Regions from separate parts of the Cricetulus griseus genome. Here region 2 is linked to region 1. Evidence: chromatin contacts called from public Hi-C data. All regions are on one chromosome and are shown on one strand. The core of a region is the stretch at or near the end of the contact, and the rest is flanking DNA. Distances in the headings are between cores, read along the strand shown. Region 1 holds the start of LOC100757276 (39S ribosomal protein L33, mitochondrial-like). Region 2 holds the start of LOC100760352 (serpin B6).

Region 1 (5,608 bases), core at 1,408-3,907:
GTTGGGCAGTAGCAGTGGCTAAGCCCAGTAGTGTCCCTTTTCATGACTTCAGTTACCCACAGCAAACCATGCTCCAAATATACCAACTGGAGAAGTCCGGAAATCCCAAGCTAATCCACCCTGTGCTACTTTGAGTATTGTGATGGAATTTTACACTACCTCATTATCTCGCCCAGGACATGCATTATTTCCTGGTCCAGAGTGGCCACGCTGTGGACACTAGTCACCTCTCAGCCACTTGGTCACCATCTTGGTTACCAGCTCCACTACCATGATCACTCAGGGCTTGTGAGGAGTTTGTAGTTTCTGACATCCTCCCCGAGGGAGCGGGTTTCACAACTCATCCCTCTGGGGTAAGAGAAAAACACTGCAATTAGAGTTAGGGAATAATAGGAGGAAAGTCCCAGAGAATTGGTGTTTTCAGTGATATTATAGGACAAGATGTGCCAGGAAGACTGGCAGGATGGGGCATATGGCAATACCCACACGTTTCTCCCAGATGACAGGGCTATAGATGAAATCTTCTAGCAGCCCAAGGTCAGGGAAGCTTCTTGTAGCAGCTGAGAGAAAGGGCAGAATGGGATGGAAGTTGTGTTCCCACATAGCCTAGGAGATGTACTTTGTTCAGAGGTCGTCCACTCAAAACCCATATACTGATGATATTCAGCCACTAGTATGGTATTATTAAGAGCTGGGGTCCTTGAGGACTCGTGGAGTGGTGGAGGGATCCCTCACATGTGGGATCAGGGCCCCTTTAGAGGGTTTCCCTGGTTAGTGTTTTGTCAGTGTGATATAAGCTAGGGTTATTTGGGTAGAGGGAACATGGATTGAGAAAATACTTGTTATAATAGCCGCACTTAATGGTAGGCCCCATGCCCAGCAGTAGATGACCAACACAAAATGAACTCGATAGTATTTTTATAGACTATGTGTGTCATATGTCTTTATTGGAGCTTGTTTTTTCCTTACCAGCCTTTCACTTGCATATTATAGTTTTTGATTTGGTGATTTTTTGAGTTGTGTGTGTGTGTCTCTGTGTGTGTTTCTTTGTTTTGTTTTTTAATTCTGGTTTGTTTGAATTTTGTTTATTTTTCTAAAGAGAGAGAAAAGGGTGTGATGGTGGATGGTTGAGGGAGGGTCTGGGGGCTTCAGAGAGGGGAAACCATGATCAGAATATATTGCATGGAAAATTATTTTTAATATGTACCATGGAAAGCAAGCCAGTAAGCGACAACTTCTGTATGGCCTCTGCTTCAGTTCCTGCCCTGAGCTCCTGTCTTGACTTCCCTTAGTGATGGTCTGTAACCTGAGTGGAAACCGAAATAATCTCCTCTCCAAGTTGCTTTTATCGTGGTGTTTTATCTCAGCAGTAGAAACCCTAACTAAGTCAGAGGCTTTGCATTGGTTGACATTTTCATCTCTTCTGCTCTGTGAGGATGATGTCCCTCCCCCTGGAGCACTCTCTGCTCTGTGAGGATGATGTCCCTTCTTCTGGAGCACTCTCTGCTCTGTGAGGATGATGTTACTTCCTCTGGAGCATTCAGCAAGCAGGCACCATCTTGGAAGAAGAGAGAAGCTGTCACCAAACATAGAACCTCCCAACACCTTGAACTTAAGCCTTCAGGCTCTGAAAGTGAGAGAAACATTTTTTTTTTCTTTTTTGAGGCAGGGTTTCTTTGTGGCTTTGGAGACTGTCCTAGAACTAGCTCTTGTAGACCAGACTGATCTCAAACTCACAGAAATCTGCCTGCCTCTGCCTGCCGAGTGCTGGGATTAAAGGCGTGTGCCACCACTGCCCGGTCCAGAAATAATTAAAAAAAAAACAAAAAACTACTCCATTTCATTATTTAGTTACAGCATCACAAACTAAGACATTAGCTTCATGTTTGTACTGTGGCTACAGCAACCACCCCCAAACATGACAATGGATTTGGCTGTGAGCGGTGGCAGAGGCTGGATGAGTTTGAGATGCACAATAGAAGGCCTCTAGATTTCTATTGATGGAGCATCAAGGATGACAAAGGTGACAGATCAGAAAGGGAGAGCTGTCGGGAAGATCCAAGCCCTTTGAGAGAGTTCTTAAATGCCATAGATCTAAATGTTGGCAGAAACATGGAAGGTGATGGTGGTTCTGAGTGTATCTAAGATAGAAACGAGGAAAACTGTGTGGGAAACCCATGGAAAGACTGGCTTCTCACAAAGTGACAGTGAACTTGACAGAATTAGGCTCATACCCTGATGCTTTGTGGGTGATAGGATGCAAAAGCAATGAACTAAGATATTTGGTGGAAATGAAAACAACAAAAACTCTGAGAAAATTGTTAAGAGTACTTGATTGCTTAACGTATAATAAAAGACGGAAACAAGCTAAAGACAGAATTTACAATCAAAAGAGAAGTCAGGTGTGATGTCACTCTGGGTGTGTGTGTGTGTGTGTGTGTGTGTGTGTGTGTGTGTGTGTGTGTAAGAGAGAGAGATGTGTGTGTAAGAGAGATGTGTGTATAAGATGTGTAAGAGATTTGTGAGAGATGTGTGTGTGTGTGTGTGTGTGTGTGTGTGAGAGAGAGAGAGAGAGAGACAGAGACAGAGAGAGAGAGAGATTGAGGGAAAGAGGGGGTTTTAGGCCCGTCGCGGATAGATTACCAGGGCTGATGCCATGTTGCTTTCTGCCGTCTCTTTTGCCAAGAGCAAGTCAAAAACCATTCTGGTGAGGTTAGTGAGCCAAGCTGGGATAGTTTTCTCCTTCAACCACAAGAGAAGCCGACACCAAGAGAAGCTGACTCTTCTGCATTATGATCCAATTGTGAACAAAGAAGTCCTCTTCATGGAACAGAAAAAAATACGATCCCTCTAAGCAGTGGATTGAAAATGAATTTGACTCATGAATGAGAAAATCCAGGGTGAGGCCCTGGCTCAGAACCCTGCAGTGTGTAACTGAAGAAGAGGAAGCCCACAGCATGGCCGCGGGTGAGGGGAAGGTCGTTGTAAAGGAACAGTGCCATGAAAGAAAGTTCTTCACAGAGACCAGATAGTTATCTTTCTGGATTTTTAAAAATTGGCATTAATAAAAAAAAAAAGTCAAAATAAAGAAAAAAAAAGAAAGAAAGAGGGGGTTAGGTAGGCTAGAAAGTACATGCCCAGGAAAGATGATAAAGGGTGTGCCCCAAACCAACCTTTGATAAAGAGATTAACATGGCCAGAAGCCAGGTGCTATTCATCACTACTGCAAGGACGAATGAGTCAAAGTCATCACAAGGATTATTCCAACTGCCATGCCCATCACAGACCCTATTACTCAAGCAGAAGAATTTCAAGGGAGGGACCCAGGGAGCTATGGGGCTTGGGATACCTCAGCTGCTTCCGCATTCCAGTGTGGCCCTCCTTGGTTCTGCTGCCCTTCGGGAAAGCTTTGGTGCTGAGTCAAGGTGTCTCAGGCCAGCCAGGTGCAGTGTGGCACGGTCTTCTGGATTTCAAGGAATTCCCAGGACCTGCTTAGAAAGAGAGTGGCGGCAGAGGTGGAGCCACCACGGAGGAAAGCCTACTGGAGCCGGGTGGTTGTGCCACTGTAGAGTGTCCGCAAGGAAGATGCTTCACAGAACTAAAGGTTGGGTCTCTTCCAAGATTTTGGACTGCAGAACATTATAAAGTGCAGCTGCAGTCTCAGAAAGCCACAAAACACTGGACTAGGCCCGTAAAAGCTGCTTCGTGAGCTCCACCTAGTGGTCAAGGGATGGAGTCCTCCAGAGCCCTGGACTCCCAACTACCCCGCCTGCCCTGAATGCCTGGCAGATGGAACCAGGGAGGTCTGACGCGCTTCTTCTCAAGCCTCAGACTGTCACAGTGCTTGTAACGCTGGGCTTTGGACGTTTGTGGAGACTACCACTTCTTTTTCTTCGCCTGTCACTGATTTCTTAAAAAAGGAATGTCTGTCCTAAGCTGGTCTCATTGTATTTTGAAAGAAATTGGCTTGTTTGATTTCACAGGCTCACTAAGAGTAATATTTAGAATCTCATATCTGATTTTGGTAATACTAGAATCAAGTTGGGGGCATGGAATGAATTTATTTTGTATGTGAAGGGGAGAGGGTCCGTTTATGTTATTATAATAAAACGTTTGAGGCTGGATAACCATGAATTCTCAGGGTTCGCGGCTCGGCATCTGAGACGACGCCCAAGGAAATGTACCGCATCACAGGGTAAGATTCCAAGATTCCAGAGCTGCTGAACTAACAGCTAAGGTACAGGGGCAGCCTGGCAAAGTCACAAGCACTGGACTCAAATAGCACTTAAGAGCTGGGGCGTGCGCGCCACCTAGTGGTCATGGGAGTGGTATTCTAGTATTCACTCAGGGGTCCCCACCCTGAGAACCTAACGTATTCTTTTTGTTTGTTTGTTTTGTTTTGTTTTGTTTCTCGAGACAGGGTTTCTCTGTGTAGCTTTGGAGCCTATCCTGGCACTCACTCTGTAGACTAGGCTGGCCTCGAAGTTCTTATTCACTTCTCGAAGCCCCCACCTCCCAAACACCACACATGAAGTTTCTACCTTCTAATAACTCACAATGGGGGTTATGCTCAGGGGACACACGCCAACCATATCCTAACTTTAGTAGACATGAGTTTGATGAGACCAAGACTGATGCAAGGGGACTGTTATTTGCGTGTTTGTTTTGTTTCTAAATTTCATATTGAAACTTAATCTTCTAACAGTATTAAAAAAGTGTGGGTGGGATTGAGACCCTTAAAAGAGGCATTCTGTCCTTTTTGTGATTCCACTTTCCATCTTTGAGTACACAGCAACAAGGTGAATTTTAAACGGGGGGGGGGCATGGGTGTGCACGCTGTAGCCCCTACACAGAGGTCAGAGGACGGATTTCTTTCTCTACTATGTGGGTTCCAAGCTTCAAACTCAAGTCCTTAGTGGTGCTTGGTGGCAAGCATATTGGCCCACTGAACCATCTCACCATCTTCATGGGCACCACATTGAAAGCAGACAGCAAATCTGCTGGCAACTTGACCTTGCAGAGCTGTCAGACAAATTTTCATTGTTTATAGTCCTCCAAGTCTTGGGTATTTTGATATACAGCACAATTGGGTTAAAACAGATAGGCACAACAGAATTCAGTTGCTGAATGGAAATGGTATATTAAAGATTGGACCCAGATGAGATACCAAGGGATCAATAGGCTCTGCAGGTGTATTTAGCAGGGACCGAGGAGTGACCTGTAATGGATGGTCTGGCTCCTTCTGTGGTTTAAGGTCCAGGGCTCAGAGGTATGCCCACTGATGGCTCTGTAAAACTGCCATCGTGTGGGTGCTCTGGGCATGGCTGCCATCTGGTCACTCTGTGGCTATCTTCTGACCTAGATGGACATAAACAATCTACCCAACAGGCCCTGCATAATTCAGGCCATGCTGGCCACCTCTACCAACACACCAGGCTGCATCTTTACTGGCTCCCATGCCATTGCCAACAGCCTGGATGCCTGGCCAGTGTGACAGCTGAATGAATGGACTGTCCAAGGATCCCTGTGTGGGGACATTGTTGCTCAATGGGGACATACACAGGTCACTTGTGTGGAGTTTGGGACTTCATGGCCACCCTTAAAAGAA
Region 2 (5,608 bases), core at 1,642-4,141, 210 kb before region 1:
ATACAGACAAAAAGCTAGTGCTGGGTATGGGATACTTTTCTTGGAGTTGCTAAGTAAGTAAGGATGTCCTAGAGACCCTAATATACTACATGCTATTGCCATTGCTCCTGTTTGCCCACCAGAACTCAATGGAAAAATCCTATTGCTGAAATCACCATACAGTTTGGTCATATGGCTTGAAGAAATCAAGCTGGTACTGATCACCCATGCTGTGTGGCTTTCATAGTACCAGACGATTTTAGGCAGACTGCTAGGAGAGATTCCCCCTTGGTCTTCTCCAAACTCTCCTTTTAGCCTTCTACCTGGATTTTTTAAAATAATGCTTTGTTTTGACTAAGTTCACTGTGATGTCTCTGTCTCTCTGTGTCTCTCTTCCTATCTTTGTGTGTGTGTGTGTGTGTGTGTGTGTGTGTGCGTGCGTGCGTGCGTGCGTGCGTGCGTGCGTGTGTGTGTGTGTGTGTGTGTGTGTGTGTGTGTGTGTGCATGCATGCTGCAAATCACTGAAACTTGATCTTATGTATAGTAGACAACACTTACCACTGAGCTACATCCTCCTTCCTTGTCTTCTGTACTTCTCCATCCTTGAACAGTGGCCCTGCCCTCATTCATTCATCCATCCATCTGCCACCTACACTAATATGTAGATGCTTCCAGTACAAATGCCTGGGCACTTGCTACGGGTGGAGACTCGGGCTCTGAAAATCCCCCTGGAAACCCAGGACACTGATGAGTCATTGATACCACCTGCTCACTTTTTGTTCTTTTTCCTGCACCTTCCAGGGGCCACAGGGCTCAGACTTTCTACCAGAGATAAGCACAGTTAGTTCCTCATAAAATGAGGAAGAGAAGAGAGGAAAGAGGAGAAAGTACAGAAGACCTGTGAGTGATGGCAAACAGTAACCTTTATGTTCTCCATCAGGCTCTATTGATTGGTTTGCCAGGCTTTATAAAAAAAAAATCATTAGCACAGGGACCTGGGTGACAGAGGGAGATCAGTGTCAGAGTGTAGGCTTAGCATACAGCAGCTCTGGGTCCAAATACTGGCAGGAGGTGGGGGGGGCGGGTTCCCAGCACTTACTCACTCCTGTCCCTCAGTAATTACCTAATGAGATGGGAGAAAGGCCTTAAAGGCATCTCTAGTGGCGCCCAGTATGGGGACAGCAGACAACTGAGCCCCAGGCCTTGGTCACATTAACAGCAGCATTCCTTACTCATTGGAGTAGTTCACCATTGTGCACCTCTGTCACTTCCTATTAAAAACTGGCTCCTTTGGACTGTCACCATGTGTCTCATCACAGGCCCAGTAGAATACACACCATAAAATGGGACAGACATGCATTAAGCAGCCTCTAGTGTTGAGGAATCTTTCTGGGAGGATGCTGAGTCTCTGCATTGTTAAACCCACAGGATCTGGAAGCATTTCCTTAAGGGAATTTACTAAATCAGACCCCATCCTCCAGCCGTAGAGGAGGCATCTCTGCTGTGACGTGACCACTGGGCATGGTGAAGCAGAGTTGCTGTGGTGACCTACAGAACACCTTGGCCCACAGGCTTGACAATGAAGTAAACACAGAGAACTATGGTTATGGTACTGAGCTGGGAGGATCACCTGAGACTTCTGTTGTCTTCAGATGCATGTACTCCTGCCGCCATTACATGTAGCATATTTGAAAACCTAAAGTCATAGGAATCAATCCACATGCACACAATGGAATACTGTACTGCTGGGAAAAAGAATAAGGAAGGTCTCTGTTTCATATGGAGGGAACTCTAAAACACCCCAACACACACACACACACACACACACACACACACACACACACAGAGAGAGAGAGAGAGAGAGAGAGAGAGAGAGAGAGAGAGAGAGACTTACAGAACTGTTGATCACGTAATGTTAGTCCTTTTAAGAAAGGGAAATTACAGTTATATATAAAATTTTAATACATGCACATTCACCCTATATGCACACAGTATATTTTGTAAAGGACATGCTGGAAGGGGCTGGAGAGATGTCTCAGGGTCTAAGAGCAGGTACTGCTCTTCCAGAGGATCACAGTCCAGTTCCCAGATCACAGCTCTAATTCCAAGGAACACCACACCATTTTCTTCCCTCTGAAGGCACTGGGTTCATGTATACAAATCCATCCTCAGCCACAGCACATACAATTATCTAAAAACTTTAAAAACAAACAAGCAAAACAACAACAATGGATGTAAGATGTGATAATATGATAGCTACTCTGAGAATTCCTTTGTTTCAGTACTTCAAACATTAAAATTCACAGCTTGGGTGGCCTCCTGGTTTTCTACCAACATAAACTAGATAGATGGGCCAAGGGTGCTGGTTAACATTCTATAAATCAGGACAGCCTCCACAGGAAACAGCCAACTAAGTGTCAACATGGTCATTGTTGGGAACCCTGGATTTAGGGTAAGGGTGAAGGAGGCAGCAAAGACTCTGATGTTTTTTAGAGTTGACCTGCCCTTAAAAGTTTAAAACCTGACCAGCATTCTCCCCACCATGTCGGCTTGCTTCCTAGAAGGAATGCAAGATGGCAGACAGGGTTTTTATTCTCATTTGTATGAAATATCAGCACTTCCGAGTCTGATTTTTCCAGTACAAAGTAGTGGAGTCTTGAGACACAGGCACTGGCCACCTCTCTTTATTTTTCTATGCCAGCTGAACAGGCAATCTACCTCCAGCCCCAGAAACTAAAAGTTTTTTTTTTTCCTCCCTCACTTCTGTTCTGTCATATCCATCCACTAAATGCTGGTATACTTTTGAGCATCAAGAGAATCAGCCGCACAATCCTCGGTAGGGAGTACTGAATGGGCTAGGTTATAGTGTTTTCAGGCTCTCACCTGGCCCTGAGCTCTGCTCTTTCCTAAGGGCTGTCTGTGGCCCTGACTCCGCCCGCTTCCTCCTCCCCTAAGGTATTTGAGGCCCGGGGCGGGTGTGGCCTGCGCCTTCTCGTCTCTGCTCTGCTCGCTATCGGCCAGGAAACTTGAGAGTTCGGGGTATGCTCTACTATGGGGTAGCTGTGGCGCGGGGTCGTTGGGGACGCGGGAGGGCGTAGCGTGTGGTGTCTTGTCCTAGCTCGGGTTCCCGCAGCGGCCTTGAGGCCCGTGACGCAGCTGGGTTAGTAGCCTTGTGGTCCTGGCAGGCTGGTGACATCGCCGCCCTCCCAACTCCTCCAGCGTCCGTAGAGGAGGCGGTTGGTACAGGATGGGGCGGACGCAGAGCCGGCCCAGCTGCTGTGCCGGAGTCCTGGGCTACAGGTGACCACGTACGTCCCTCGGTCACCAGTGATTCTGGAGACCCTGGAGACACGGGCTGGTGACACACTGAGACGGGCGTTGGAATCTGGGGTGGGCTGGGGGTGGGGTGAGGATGGCGGTTCGGAGAGAGGCCAAAGGCTGGGTGCTCCCTCCCTGCTTTCCTGTCCAGTGTGCCTGAGTCTCTCGGGCGAGGCTCAGGCTGTGCTGGGAAGTTCCGACAAATCCTCAGTGTGGTGGAGGCCTTCGAACATAGATAATTATTAGAAACCATTCCAGATCTTTGAATTTTTTTTTCCATTAAACTCACGCCAGAAAAAACTGTTGCGAGATTTGATGTCTGTCGGGCTAGGAGGAAGGACATGAGCAATGTTTTGGTGGGGTTTCTGTGCCAGATGAAATTGGCATGAAAGTTAGTTTTTTCCTCCGTTCTTGTTTTGTTGATGGACCCAGCGCCTTGTTCTGCTTAGCAAGTGCTCTGCCAGCAAGCCACAGGCCTAACATTCACGTGGTATCAGGAAGCTGGATGTGAGGGAACGCTGGGTGAGGTTTGGCACTTAGTATTTTTTGGCCTACTTGGGCGGCAATTGGTTGTGTTAGGACTCATCTGGAGGCTGCCCATTTCCTTCTGCCAGCAGTTTAGGACATGGGTGTGGGGTTTTGATGTATCAAGTAACCTTGGGAAACTGTGTGATCAGGGATTAACTTTATAGTGCTGGGGCACCTGGAATGACCCCACTGTTATCAGTATATTTGGGGAGTGTCCCAGTGTTTCATGGCTGCCCTGAGTGGTATATCCTCTGTGAGTTGTATCATCACACAGAGATGGTGCATTTGGGTCACTCTTGACTCAATACACCAAGCTTATTTGGTCCCCCCATACCTTCAGGTCTCCCCCATACTGTCACCATACATGAATTTCACACGAAGTCAACATGAAATAGCAAATAGAAGTAAAAAATCTGACAGAAAGCATTGTAGGACAATGGAAATGTATTGCTGCACACCTGTATTCCCAGCACTCAGGAGGCTGAGGTAGGGGGATAAGAGTTTGAGGGCAGCCTGGGCTGTATGGACATATATAGACCTTTTTCCTTTCCTTGTTTTCTAAACAGTATACCAGTGTATGGTAACAGGGACCATTTATCTAGCATTTGCATTGTGTTGGGTATTTACTCATCTCCAGACCAAAGTACATAGGAGCATGTACATTGGTTAGGTCAAACATTAAGTTATTTTATATAAGTAAATGGAACACTTGAGGATTTTGGCATCTTCAGATACAGACTGATATCCTCCAGAGACCCAGGAATGACTGCATTTTAAATTGTTAGGCCATTTCCTTCCCAAAGCACATTTAAATTTGTTTAGTGAGTTACACCTAGCTCAGGCCAATAGCAGTAGATTGAATTAGAGTAATCAACAGCTGTGTCCCCCACCAACCCAGTATCTGGCAAGAAGAATCTGCAAGGATATGCTATAGGATCACATGGAACACCAACCCTCTGTGTCTGAGTTTACTGGACCTGGGATTCAGTCAAGTAATCAGTCTTTGCAAGCCTGTCTGCTGTGTGCTGGGCCACTGTGCTGGCAGAAGGGAACATATCTGACCCACTGGCCTCAAAGGGCTGTACAAATGCTGTTCTTTGTGTGTTCCTGGACTTGGAGAAGGTTGATGATGATTTTCTAGTTGGCAGGTTCTAGAGTCACTTAGGAGACAATACTTGGGAACACCAAAGAGTTACTGTCTTGATTAGGTCAGTGTCTTGGTCAGGCCTCTGAGGAACTAGCCTGATTATATCAACTGAGGTTCGAAGAGCTACCATAAAAGTGGGCAGCTCAATTTTCTGGGCTGCATAAACAGTAGAACGCTAGCTGAATTCACAAACATTCGTCTCTCCCCGAACTCTGGCCGTATGAGGACCTATGAGCCAAAGGAAACTCTCACTGAAGTTGCTTCTGTTGTATTTTATCACAGCAACACACATTAGGGAAGTCCTGGATGAGCTCAGTTCAAGAGTTCTAGCATCTGACAGATGGGTGATGCAGAAAGAGAGAGCACAGAGTCAGTCTATGAGAAATGAGCAGTACTTTAAAAACTGTTTCCAGACTGAAGGGGAAATTCTCTTGAATTGCTAGTTTGAAAGGGGTCCTCCAAAAGCCCAGCAAAATGCATGAGTAGAACTCAGAGAGGGACAAAAAATTGGGCATTTCTGAATAGCAGAAATAAGAATAAGTTCATAAATTTTCAGAGTTGGGGTTGGAAAGGGGGGGCAGTAGGTGGATCTGGGGTTAGTATATCATCATGCCTTCAAACAGCAAAACTGGTAGC

Evidence for each region. A called contact is a pair of places that touch in the nucleus more often than the background predicts.
Region 2: a contact with region 1 is called in a Hi-C map of the CHO-K1 cell line, with 6 times the contacts expected there. The contact joins the promoter of LOC100760352 here to the promoter of LOC100757276 in region 1. A contact is called at or near these places in 6 of 8 Hi-C or Micro-C datasets (the CHK-Q cell line, the CHL-YN cell line, the CHO-K1 cell line and 2 more).

The regions. Positions count from the first base shown.
Region 1 is chr3:253,565,192-253,570,799 of CriGri-PICRH-1.0, reverse strand. It overlaps LOC100757276 (39S ribosomal protein L33, mitochondrial-like), which reads left to right and starts at 2,657. Exons shown (of 1, transcript XM_035442888.1): 1 at 2,657-2,854. The coding sequence starts at 2,657. The coding sequence ends at 2,854. It also overlaps LOC100761037.
Region 2 is chr3:253,776,838-253,782,445 of CriGri-PICRH-1.0, reverse strand. It overlaps LOC100760352 (serpin B6), which reads left to right and starts at 2,891. Exons shown (of 7, transcript XM_027409275.2): 1 at 2,891-3,018.